Regions from separate parts of the Sus scrofa genome. Here region 1 is linked to region 2. A link is a contact called in public Hi-C data. All regions are on one chromosome and are shown on one strand. The core of a region is the stretch at or near the end of the contact, and the rest is flanking DNA. Distances in the headings are between cores, read along the strand shown. Region 1 overlaps RARB (retinoic acid receptor beta). Region 2 has its middle 320 kb from the start of THRB.

Region 1 (3,673 bases), core at 548-3,047, 820 kb before region 2:
GAGATTACCAGGCAAAATAGTTAACACCTCTCAGGAAAGCAAGGATTTCTCCACTTTAAGGTGTGTGGGAGTAAGTCTGCTGACACACAAGATCTAGGCTGACGGAGAGAAATGGAACCAGGACAGTTACCCCCAAGCGCTACACATTTTTCCTGAGGTTTGGATGTTCAGGAAAAACTGGAATCAAGTTTACACACACTGCAGTATGTATGGGAAGCTGGGAAGAATATATAAAACTGGAAAACTTAAAAGCCTGTGTCACATACAGTATGTTCTCTTGAAAACAGTTTTTCTAATCACTCACTTGGTCACCTGAATATTAAAACTCTCATAATATATTAATGATGATCTATTAATAATTTATTGGTAATCTATTAATTTCAATCTATCTTTAGGGTAGGATTTGAAGTTTTCTTTTTTCCCCAAGGGTAGTACTATTTAATTCCCTTTGATTTCAGTGAGAAATGAATTCCACAATAATAACAAAAAGACAGCTAATATCAAACATACTGAACTAGAACACAGGGTTTCAAAAGGCGGGGGACGTGGTCAGGACCGCAGGTCCACTTGGTGGGCGAGCACATGCAGACTCTTAAGGGCATACCTTTAGCACTGATGCTGCGGAGATCTGTAATTTCATTAAGATCTTTGGAACATGTGAGGCTTGCTGGGTCGTCTCCTTCTGATATAAATTTTCAGTGCTTCCAGCAGTGGTTCTTGTAGTTTATCTACTTTTGTTGGTTCTTCAAGGTCCTGGCGGTCTAGATTCCAGGAATCAAGTATTTAACAGTTAGTAATCAGGACAGAAAGCACTAGACACTTTGCAGGCTACAGAGTTTCTACCCATTTTCCCTTTTCTTGTTTCCACTACATCATTACTTTATTAATTTGAAGAGTCAATCCCATAAACAAGTTCAAAGGTATGTGCAGCTGCTTTAAGCAGTGATACTTGAAAATAACTGCCTTTGTGGGTCAAAATCACATTTTGTTGGCTGGCGGCTTTTGTCCCTGGCAGAGAATTTCTTCTCGTGACCAGAAGGTGTCGCTACTGAACTGAATTAAAGGAAACCCTGAGCAGGATGGTTAAACAAGCAAGGCAAATCATCCCCCAATTAAGCCAGTTACTCCTTAACCACCTATGATTCAGCCTCCTGTGAGCCAGGGGGGGTCACCACAAAAGGGGCAGCTGACTTCCATCTGAGTCCGCCAAAGGTTGGAAGGCCCCCCCACACAATGACTTGCGCCCCAGCCCCTAAATTAGCAAACAGCACATGCAAGTTCCTTGGCGCTTCCTTACTGTGCCCCTTGGCAATTTATTTTACAATAATCTGATCCTGCCTTTAAAAAAGCACCTGGGGCAACCGGAGAAACAGCATTTTGATATTTCAGAGCAGAAAGACTCTAAAATGCAGCAAAACTCTACAGATGCATGCCTGGCTTTTTTCACGTCTTTTTCCATGCAAAATAACTCCAAAATGGAGGTGAAGAACTTCCCAAAAATTACAAGTGTAAGTTGTTCTCCATGGACTCTCACGAGGGTTTTCTGGGTGGTTGGTACCTCCACAGATCAAGCAGATGGCGCTGAGAAGGCCCGTCTCTGTGTCATCCATCTCCAAGGGCAGGAGCTGGCTGGCGAAGGTGAACACAAGGTCGGTCAGGGGGCCGAACCCGGCATTGTGCATCTGGGTTCGGTTCAGGGTCAGGCCATCTGAGAACGTCATGGTGTCCTGCTCCGGGGTATACCTGGTGCAGATTCTAAGGATCTGGAAGAAAACAACCAAGATGGGTCATCAAAGCGAGCCTGACCCGACAGCACCCATCAGGTGGGGTGGGAAACCACGTGAAGACTTCCGGGTGAGCTGCTCTGCTTCCCTTTTGGACGTGTCTCCTCCAGCTCTTCCTTCAAAAGACCACAAGAGTCAAAACACAGGCTAAAGCTGTTTAGGGGATAATAAATAAGACACAAGAAATTTGAGAAATATCTGTTTATGCTAAAAGTAATTCATTTGATTCAAATAAACATTTACTGAGTACCTACTTATGTCCCAGGCACTGTGCCAGGTGCTGGAGATGAAAAGAGGAAAAAGACTTTTTTTTTTTTTAAAGAGCTTAAAGTCTACCAAAGAAAAGGCCAATACTTAGCACTTACTAAATGCCAAAGTGTATACTGTTAAGCATGGTCCTCCCGAACAAGTAGGTGTGTTTGATTCTCACTTTACAGCTGAGGGGCTGAGGGCTCAGCATCCCCCAGGCCAAAGCCGGCTCCAGCGCACCCCAGCCAGGCTCCCCTTTGTGAGGCCTCTGATCACACAGCTCCGTGGACCAGGGAGGACAGCACGGTGCTGGCTCTTGGAGGATGAGGGGCTCAGAAAGCCAGGGAAGATCTGTGGACAAGAGGCGGCATTTGGGCTAAACCTGGAGGTCTGGGTGGGGTTTCTTGAGAAAAGCGGCTGGGTCCTCCGCCACAGTCCTCTACCCCAGCAGACATGCCCTTGGTCTGTACCCATTGGCAGCAAACACTGCCCCTGAGGGGCTCCACGCACCCCCAGGCACTCATCTGCTCAGAACCTCAGTTCTGCACCTCCAGACCCCACACCTGACTTTTCCTTCTGACAAGGCCTCAAGCTGCTTGGGGAGTTAGTTCATCCTGCCTGGACAAAAGTGAATAAGCCGGTGGGCAGAGGGAGCGGAGGATTTCCTCCAGATACTCAGTGTGACCAGGCATGGTCCCGCCAAGTCCCACCTAGAGTCAGCCTGGAGGAGTCCAAGCGCAGGGGGGCAGGCCCTCTGAGAAAGCCAGACACCCTGTGGGAGGGAGCTCCTGGGGTACGCCCCGCCCCACCCCCAAGCCCACCAGGGCTCCTGAAAAAACTTCTTTCAACTCCTGCATCTTGTCAGGGAAGCGCTGGGGTTTGGGACAAGGATGCTTCTGTGGGGAAGACCCCCACCCCGCCCCTGTCTGATGGGCAGTGTGGTGCCAGAGCCTCACAGCCCCTCGGCCACAGTAAGCAGGGGCAGGGCTGCTGCGTGGGTGTCACTGCCCTGGTGTTCTGGGAACCTCCAGGAGACAGGCTAATGGCCAGCTCTCCTCCTACAGGCAGCACTACAGTGGAAGCACCAAGTACCTGGTGGAGCCAGAGCAAGGGACCTTGTTGATAAAAAAGCCTGACTCCCACATCTTCCTGGTTGGAAGGCATCTGAACGGAGGGAGGGTGTCGGCACATCTCACCCCCAGCACGTGACAGCAGCTCATTTCTGACTGATCATGGACTACGTGCCAGATGCCATGCTAAGTGTTTCAATATATGACTTAAGTTTCCTGTCAACCCACAAGTTGGACACTCTAGTTACCCCCACTCTACAGACGGGAAACAAATGCCAACAGTTTGTCCTAGGTCACCTACGTCCTAGGTGGCATCATCCACTTCAGGCTGTCGGCCCCCAGAGCCTGTGCTCTTTACCTCTGCTCCACGGTGGCCTCTTTGCTTTTCAGGTCACTACCAGACCTAGTCACCAGGGCTCCTGAAAAACTTGTATCAACTCCTCTCTCCAGTGAGGTGACCTCTGAATGTGCATCGGCTGGACACTGGCCCTGAATCTGAGGCGGGTGCCTCTTGCAGCTCCCAGCCCACACGGCTATTCGAGGCGACCATAGGCGCACATGGACAGTGGC
Region 2 (3,878 bases), core at 806-3,305:
AAACCGTAAATCAAAAGTAATAGTGTTATCTTATGAAAACTAAATGTCACTCTGTTCATTTGGTTCCCAATCATGGAAAAAATAAATAAGGAGACAGGAGGAAAGATGAATCAGATCTGTACAATGTGGTGCATTCACGGTTTCCATTTGTCTTACTCTGTCAGCTCATGCTCTGCAAAAATGTTGCTATTAAATTCTAAGAAGGAATATCTGTCAATATAATCTTGGAGGCAGCTACAAACAAATTTAATCAACTGAGAACAAGGGTGACTAATAAACTCCAGCGAGAATTAGGAGGCTGTTCAAGAAGCAGAATAAACGTTGATGTATTGCTTGAAAATATGACTATGGTTTCCCTGAAAAGTCTATTCATATCATGCTCTTTAGATGTCTGGATTTTGGCAGCAGCTCCCAGAAATGGAGTGAAGGTAATCACACAAGTAGAATATATTAATTGCATCACCCATGGTGGAGGGGCAGGCGGGGCTGGGGCCCTGGTGTTACATGCAGAGCAGACAAAGAACAAGGAACAAGAGAGACCGGGAGCTGCTGAGGATGTGCTCTCTCCTTTCTCTCTGCTTGCTGGTCCCGATCATCTGTTTCCCATCTAGAGGGAATGAATGGAGTGGGAATTGGGGTGTGTTCTAATATGATCTTAGAACTTATTGGTGTTCTAATATGTCTTGGAACACTGAGGGTGGGGTTTTTTTTCCATCATGGCATGTCCAGAAATATTGAATCCTATCTCCAGATATCTGGGTGGGTCTCCAGGAGGTCCAGGGACATATAAAAGAGAGCTTGGACAGGGGCACACTTGGGGTCAGACCATATGATAGAATGGGATTCTTCAAACATGCCAGATCAACCACAGAAATATTGTGGTAACCGAAAAAGAATTGGCAAAATGAAGAGGTACTTTGACAGAGTGGCTCAGTCGAAAGACCAAGGATGAATTTAAAGGGGGTGATGATTTCAAGTACAGTGGGACTCAGTGACTCCCACCCCACCATCTCCCCCCACTTCCCAGAATGCGTGAACATGCTCTGGGCAGGAGAGAAATGGGGTCTAAAGCACCCTTCTTCGAACCCTAGGGAACATAAGAATCAACTGACACTCTTGTGAACACAGATTTTGATTCAATAGTCCAGGGTGGAAAAGTGGGGTCTGAGATTCAGCACTTTAACATCTCCCAGGTGATGCTACTACTGACCTAGTTAGAATCCCAAATCTGGGAGTTCCTGTTATGGCTCAGTGTCTCTATGAGGATATGGGTTCAATCCCTGGCCTCACTCAGTGGGTTAAGGGTCCAGCATTGCCACAAGCTGTGGCACAGGTTGCAGATGCAGCTCAGATCCAGTGTTGCTGTAGCTGTGGCATAGACCTGCAGCTGCAGCTCTGGTGCAGCTCTGATTCCATCCCTAGCCCAAGAATTTTCCATATGCCAAAGGTGTGGCTTAAAAAAAAAATAGCAAAATCCTGAATCTGCCATCTTTCCAGCTATGGAATCTTAGCTCAGTTTTCCTCTTCTCTATGATGTGGGTAATAACTGTATCTACTTTCATTGGTTGCTTGAGGATGGAAGGATATGATAGAGCTATATATGTATAGTCCTGGTATCTACTTAATGCATAAGTAAGGAGGTGTTGGTCACTTGCCTTTTGACACTTAGCTCCCTTTCTAACCTTCTGAACTCAAAGCAGTTATGATCCAGCTAGTTTCTGATAGGCCTCTGCTAACCATTGGAAGATAGTGGTGGAGTAAGAGGCAGTAGAAAAAATAAGCCCTTTTCCTTCCTTTGCATCTATCTCTGGAAGTGGCAGAGGCAGAAGCCCCAAAGCTTCAGAAACATGGGTTCATGGATTCTTGACTGCAGCAGCTGCAGTAGCTGTTACAGCATTGACAGCAGCAAGCAAATGTAGATGACTGCCAGGTGTTGCATTAGTGGCAGGGTCATGGCAGCTGGAGCAGCAGAAACAAAGTAGAGGCTCTAGATATTTCCACAGAAACTCCAGCAGCCTCAGCAAGACTGGGCTCCAGGGCCCCTGGAGAGCCTGGAGTGGTTTGACAACAGCTGTGTTACTAACAACACTCTAGCAGCCTCAGAAGTACAGCCCCTGTGGATTACACAAAACACCACTGTCCCTTTTGTCCTTGTAGCTCTGGGAATGTCCTAAACTAGACATTAGCACATCTCAGGCACTAATCTCTGAGTAACAGCACTTTTATTTCTTGATTTCCTGGTCCTTCCAACACTTTTATAAGCATTTCCCTTGATTGAATTCTGTTAGAAATAACTGGAGTCACATCTTCCTAACTAGATTGACAAGTACCTTTATCAGTACTATCAACAGGAACAATTTTTCCAGGCTGGGGGTGAGGTGAGCAAGGGAAGTAGCAATGATTACTGAACCTTTGTCCATAGGAAGTGTGCATTTGAAAACATATTTTCGTTCTTGCCTTCTTAATATCTCTTCCCTAAAAATCATCCATATTTAGATAGAGTTCCAGGACTTCTGGTTATAATGGTAGGTTTTGGAAATCAAAACACATGATACTATATTCAAAAGGAAATGATAGAAAGATTGACAGAGTTGAGAAGTTGTTCTATAAAATTTAATAAAGGAATGATGAAAAATTTACTTATTTATTAAAGTATAGTTGATTTCCAATGTATCAATTTCTGCTGTATAACAAAGTGACTGTTTTATATATATATATATATATATATATATATATAGAGAGAGAGAGAGAGAGAGAGAGAGAGAGAGACATTCTAATTTTAGAAAAAAAATTTGAATAAAGGAAATTTAAGAAAAATTCAGGAATTCAAATATCTAAATAATGACAGTTTCAGGAAAAGAGGACAAGAAAACCAAGGAGACGAAATTGTACAGAAATAGTATGACCCATTTGCAGATCTGAAGGAGAGTTTCCAGTTTGCAAGAATTCTTCGATAGCCCAAATAAACACATGGAAAAGCAATCATATGAACAACACCAAGGCACATAACCATTAAATTGTAGGAAATCTAGATAAAGAGAAAATTCTGAAATCTTCTGTAAAGAGAACATATCACATACAAAAGAGGAAGAACTATAATGATATTGAACTTCTCAAGAAACTGAAAAGTAATGGAGTAACACATTCTGAAATTGAAGGAAACTAATTTTTAAAATTATTATAATTTTATATAATTATTATATATAATAACATTTATTATTTAATGCATATAGCTAAATTATAAATCCACCATGAAGGCTATTTTTTGATACACAAGCTCAAAATTAAAAATTATTCTTTCTATTGATCTTTTCTAGAAAGCTACCCAAGGTGGTACTCCAATAAATCAAACGAGTAAAACAAGAGAAAGGACATGGGATCTAGGAGAAAATTTATTATTTTGGTTTGCATTGTCCAGAATCTGACTATGGGACATGGATTTGAATGCTAGCAGGGCAGTGGAGGACAAGAGACAAGGAGGGAAAGACAACAAATAAGGGGTATATTACCAAGCAAGGTGCCAGAGGTTGATCCTGTCAGGGAAATTCTGGGACACAGTGTGAATAGCGTGGCTCAGAGTTTTCTCACTTGAAGAATGAAGAAGATAGGTTTATATCTAGGCTGTCCATCATTGGTTTAGAGCTGTCCCCAGGGGAGGGTAATTCCCAGGCACTTCCAGCCTGGTGAATGGGCAAATCAGAACCTGGAGAACAAAGTCTTCAGGAAAAGAAATACAGGTGCTGGCAGGTGGCAGATGGACAGATGTGTGCTTGAGTGCAAGGGGCACTAGCAGTGACATATACTGCTTACAGTCACAGGTCACAGTCCATTGGTGAGAACTAGCCATATGGCCCCAACTGGATGCAAAAGAGCCTGGG

Evidence for each region. Hi-C and Micro-C count contacts between places; a contact is called where the count stands out from the background.
Region 1: a contact with region 2 is called in a Hi-C map of fetal heart ventricle, with 4 times the contacts expected there. The contact joins two enhancer-like sites. A contact is called at or near these places in 6 of 47 Hi-C or Micro-C datasets (embryonic fibroblasts, fetal heart ventricle, heart right ventricle and 2 more).

What each region holds. Positions count from the first base shown.
Region 1 is chr13:12,500,920-12,504,592 of Sscrofa11.1, reverse strand. RARB (retinoic acid receptor beta) reads right to left here. Exons shown (of 9, transcript XM_005669304.3): 6 at 1,559-1,763; 7 at 653-761; 8 at 605-651. Among named protein-coding and RNA genes, the nearest start is that of TOP2B, 72 kb to the left of the region's middle. Within about 2 kb of position 1,797, at least 5 of the 83 cell types and tissues checked have an H3K27ac peak or open chromatin away from gene starts, as enhancers often do.
Region 2 is chr13:11,680,343-11,684,220 of Sscrofa11.1, reverse strand. No RefSeq gene overlaps it. Among named protein-coding and RNA genes, the nearest start is that of THRB, 320 kb to the right of the region's middle. Within about 2 kb of position 2,055, at least 2 of the 83 cell types and tissues checked have an H3K27ac peak or open chromatin away from gene starts, as enhancers often do.